Regions from separate parts of the Zea mays genome. Here region 1 is linked to region 2. A link is a contact called in public Hi-C data. All regions are on one chromosome and are shown on one strand. Each heading gives the region's core, a stretch centred on a gene start, on an enhancer-like site or on the middle of the called end of the contact. The rest is flanking DNA. Distances are from core to core; before and after follow the strand shown.

The links. Hi-C and Micro-C count contacts between places; a contact is called where the count stands out from the background.
Region 1: a contact with region 2 is called in a Hi-C map of endosperm, with 2.8 times the contacts expected there. The contact joins the promoter of LOC100282297 here to the promoter of LOC103632245 in region 2. A contact is called at or near these places in 3 of 25 Hi-C or Micro-C datasets (ear, endosperm and tassel).

Annotation. Positions count from the first base shown.
Region 1 is chr7:34,672,153-34,674,852 of Zm-B73-REFERENCE-NAM-5.0, forward strand. It overlaps LOC100282297 (rac GTPase activating protein), which reads right to left and starts at 1,403. Exons shown (of 5, transcript NM_001371849.1): 1 at 1,013-1,403; 2 at 772-892; 3 at 555-674. The coding sequence starts at 1,341.
Region 2 is chr7:34,502,374-34,505,073 of Zm-B73-REFERENCE-NAM-5.0, forward strand. It overlaps LOC103632245, which reads right to left and starts at 1,444. Exons shown (of 5, transcript XM_035960874.1): 1 at 1,151-1,444; 2 at 317-389.

The DNA.
Region 1 (2,700 bases), core at 153-2,652, 170 kb after region 2:
TTGACCAAAGATTGTAAAAGTAGAATACATTTGCAATACAATAGCATTTCAGTAAACAAATTTCAATACTATTACCAATATTAGGTACTTGAATTTGAATGGAGAAACACCTCATGGATTCAGTTTAGTTTATATTGTGTCAATGACTCAACATATATCCCCTTTTGTATAGAAAGTTAAGTTGCCTTCTTGAACTAGATAATGCTTGAGTGATCATTGTTTGAGATTAATACTAACTTGCTACTTGATCCTAGACCACTACGCGTTATAAGATGCAGAATGTTGTTCCATTTCTTGAGACTCTCACAACATTAAACTCACTTTCCAACTTGACACGATATTATCGAACAACTTTTGTTTCAGTGTTTCTCTTTAAGAGAAATTTGAGAGTACTAAGGCACAATTGCTTCTAATTTCAAAGGTAAATCTCTACCGGTGATCATTGGTTGTTTGATTTACACGCTAATTCAAATATGCGATAGAACTTAAATGCTAGTGCATCAGTTCTCAGCTGTTTAATTGATCATCCACACAAACATGGCATTGTCAAATACCTTGATCAAACTAGCAAGGCAGTGCACATCGATGTCGTCAGGCACGATGCCGCTGTTGAGCTGCTCCCTGACATGCTCCTCCTGGCTGTTTTCCGGGGTGATCCGGAAGATCCCCTCTGCCTGAAATTGCAAAAGTAATTTAAATGGTTGAATTCGGCTGCGCTCGGACACTATTAAGCTCCAAACTAAATGGCTTGAACAACGGAAGTACTCCTACCTTGAGTCCATCCTGCGCGTACAGCCTCTCTTGCATGAGCAGAAGGATCTTGGGCACCGAGTTCCCCTTGTCATCGTAGCCACACTGCATCGACTCCGGTGATACCCCGAACACGCTGGCGCTGCACGAGTTCAAAAGAGAACATCAATAATCGGGCTCGGGACAGAGCATCCGGGCATCAACAATAGCTAGACCACAGGAGTAGAGAAAGAAGAGCTGGGGTTTCCAAACCCGAACCGACCTGGCGCTGGGGACCTGGCCGGGGATCTCGAGCTCGAACTCGACGGGGAGGCCGAGGAAGCCGTGGAGGCGGTCGAAGGTGACGTGCGCGACGTGGCGGACGTCTGTGGGCCAGCCGATCTCCATCCCCCACGCCGCCCCCGATGGGTCGTCGGCGTCCGCCATCTGGCACGGTAGCACCACCGACTTGCGGAGCGCGGCCAGCAGCAGCGCCAGCACCTGCCCCTGTCCCTGCCCCTGCTGCTGCCCGTCCTCCGCCTTCCCGTCGCTTCCTACACCACCACCCTCGCCGCAGCCGTGGGAGCTGGGTACCATCATCACCTCAACCATGGTCACTCCTCGCTGCGGTCGTGGCACCTCACGGGCACTTGGTGGAGCTGAGCCGAGGTGAGTGACGGCAGGCAACCTCGATTTGGGGAAACCGGTGGCCTTTTAAACGCAGACAGACAGGGGACGATGCTTTTGGCTTTGTGTCGTTGCGGTTGCGATCCGCGATTTTGAATTGCGGAAAGCTCGTGGGGGCCCGGGCCCAGACGAGAGGGAGCGCCAACGGCCATCAAATTCAAACGTCCGGCAAGTTTTTGCACCTGGGTACCTTGATCTTTACCATATCACAAGAAAACTGCCTTCAGGGACCTTGTGAAGATAAGGAGCTTTACTTGATAAGTTATTTCGAGACATTAGTATAATAACGAACATAAAGGGGATGGTTTCATTTCAGAAAAATGTTACTGTGATCCAAAGCATATTTTTTATGCAACATGTTTTTTTATCTCGAGGAATGATGGTGAATAGGTTAGGTTAATCCCAATTTTGCAAACATATAGCTAAGTGACATGAAATAGGGCCATTCTTAGAGGAGAAATGAGTGAATGGCTCCACCTTTGTTCCCATTTGTATAAGATGTGATGGAGCATACGTGTAAACACACGAACGAAGGTGAGAGCGGAGAGAAGGTGTTGGCTGCCGATGTAGAGAGGAGGATGGAAGGACATGCTCTGATAATTGGAGATGATCAGATGAGGGTGGAGGATACACCATCAATCAAGCAAACTAATGTATTTCTTGGACAACTCAAAAGCAGGCCATTGTACCCGAGTCGACTGAATTAGAGTATAAAGATATAGCCACGTTATTGGAAAATTATATGGGTTACTGTTGGGACCATGCTTCGTCGCCGAAGGTCCTACAGAAAGAAACAACTTCGGCTGAAGCTGTCTGCACGTGATGACCGAAAGTTGCTGTTCGTGAAGCTTCGGAATTACAAACCGACTTAAAAGTAGAATGACCTTTTAGTCCATAAGTGTTTGAGTCGTTGTTGTAAACTTTTATGAGGGGCATGATTGTAATTCCTCACAGGCTGTGTCTTGTGCCTATAAATAGTGAACAGTATTCCTTTACTGTTCACGGATTCCGGTAATTGCAATCGCATCACTCGGGAATTAATCTTTGTCAAGGCAAAGGTATAAATGTATCTAACATTTGAATACATTGAATTGATATAATATGAAAGTAGTGTTGTTCATTTATAATTTATTTACCTTTGATGCTTCGTATTTAGTACTACTTTATACAATCTATTGGAGGTCAATTACAAAAATTTAACCTTCGTAATTGCATCATCTTCAACCTTCGTCCGAAGTTCATTAATCCTAAAGAGAATAATGCTTCCGCGGACGAAGGGCATTA
Region 2 (2,700 bases), core at 194-2,693:
ATCCAGCATAATTGCCTTAACTGTGCCCAGTGTATGACAACCTTAAAGCACTTTGAATTTTGAAATCCAGCCAGATTTCAGAACAGATCTACACGAGCCTAGATCCACTAATGGCTGCATAGTTTCCCCGACAGAAGACATCAAATCATATAGGTCGCCACTTCTCTCATCAAATCCAGTATGATCAACAAAAAACACATGAATTCCAGATTTCCTGGTGGCATTTTAATTTAGCAGGTGTGTCAAAAATCCAGAACTACAAAAATCTGCAGAGAGAAGAGCAATAGCTACAAGGATGAGAAATGGAGAAGCATACCGTGCAGTAGACAATGACGGTGATAGAGGGCAGGTGGTGGAGTGGATGCTGGCAGCTTCTTGTTGCATACAGACTGGCCATAAAATGAAAGCACAATCATAAGAAATGCTCTAATGTATGCACAACAACAATATAATGAAAACATAATGAGACATTCATTTTTTTTCATTGATGTGCTGGCATGGCAAATACAACAGAGAGCTAAAACATGTATTTTCTTGATGAAAAATTACATAAACTAAACAAAGATGGGAAGTAAATATCACGTTTATTCTTGCTTTCCAAATGACACTCCATTTAGATTTTAGACATTTCGTAATAAACTTGATCTTGTAATGCGGCGTTGCACGTAGGCAAAACAGCACAGCACTCTAAGTAGCAAGCGACCAAACGCATGTTACGCTGGAAACAGGCAATGTGTGAATCACTCAAACGGTCAAACCCACAAATTTCGGCCAGCGCTCATCGCCTTCAAGTTCAATCCTACAATTGGATATACGAGAAACGTCCACCCCTTTCCGCCCCTTCTGTGGTGCTGGTGAGGCCCCGCACGAAGAGAAGAAGAAAAATTCATCCCTGTTCTCCCGTCTCAGCCAAGCGGAATGAACGCACGACAGAATGGAAACACACTGCACACACGCACCCGCGCGGCGGCGCGCACATAGAGACACACTATGACACTAGCGGTTTCAAGATTCTAGCCACGCCACGCCACGACATCCCGTCGGGCGAGCAGGCGTGCGCGGTGCGCAGGAAACCCAGAAAAGGACATCGGTTTCGCGGAGAAGAGGTGGAGGGCCACGCAGACGGGAGGGGCCAAGAAGTGCACCGTACGGTAGGCGGCGGAGACCTAACGCGCCACGCTGCGCGGGGGCCGGGAGGCGATTGGGCGGAGGGGAGCCGGGGTGTCGAGGCGCGCCGCTTGGGCCTTCGGTTTGAGACCCCAGACAGCCTTGTTTGGCCGCGGCTTTGGCCTCCGATCTCGCCGCGTTTGAAGCAATGGAGGTGGGAATTGGGAGCAGGCGAGCAGCCTAGCAGGGGGGTTTTGGTGTCGGGGGCTCCTGAAATTAGGTGGCGCGCAACTTCCCTCCAAAACCAAAAACATCGTTGCCAAACGGGCAAAGTGGGGAGGGGGTGTCACGTTATCCGCGTCGCTCTGTATCCTTTTCTTTTTTACAATCTCTTCTCGTTATTTGCATCCTAATAGCATCTTTAAGAGACTAGTTAAATGTCTCGTTAAACTAAATTTTAGTTAATCAACAACAAAATAACTATCCAACAGGCTAGCTATATGACCCAAAACTATCCAATTCTCCAAATTAGCTCCATCATCAATTAAATTTAGCTAACCAGCTGACTAGCTAAACTAGATAGATAATATGTTGGAATTAATATGCTACATACAGAGTTTTTTTTATCGTCGGCAATTTTTTGGACAAGTCCATAGATTCCTTTTGAGGTAAGAATTTATCCATGTTTAATCCACTACGTTTTAAAAAAAAATTAGGAAATGCCTATTCACACCACCCATCTAGGCACTTTGATCCCTTCAAGTGGTACTAGTGTCCAATCCTTGTGATTAATGCTTAATTGCATGAGAAAATAATAGTGCCAAGAGTGGAGACAATGTTGAGGTCACGGAGGAGGTCAAGCAAGTGGTCGAAGCCTTAGAACAAAAGATGATCAAATAAAGATTCAATAATATGTAAGAGGAGTTCAATAATATGAGAGGAACAAGACAAGGAGATCTAAAAGAATATGAGTGATCTCATGGGTGCAAGTTAAGAAACTTCATTTGGAGGCTCCTCTAGCAACAACAACGACGATGATGGCCATCGTGACACTGACTTGCCAAAACACGGCCTCACACATACTCATATGATTACAAGAAGATTCCTAAAATTTCAAATGTGCACTTCAATTCAATCAATGTCTGTAAACCACCCTATTTTGATGGGATTCACTATATCGATTGGACATATCAAATGAAGATGCACCTTATGTCTCTTCACCCTCATCTCTAAGAGATTGTGGATCTATGTATTACCCTTCTAGTTATAGAAAGAGACAAGACTCTAGAAAAAGCATCAGATCTCTATCAAATCTATGTATTTTTATTCTTTGCTGCTTGAATCTAGATGAGTTCGACAAAGTCAATGGTATTGAGATTACAAAGAAGATTTTGGATATACTCAAAGTTTCTTATAAAGGAGACTAGAAATTTAGAACCAACAAGATTGAGCTATTGTATGGAGAGATTAAGAGATTTGTTGAGATCTTATTACTTGACAACAAGATAAGAGACCTTGGATCTCAAGAATGAGGAGATGACAAGGTCACTAGGAAGATGTTGAGATCTTATTAAGCAAAGAATAACATTCTAA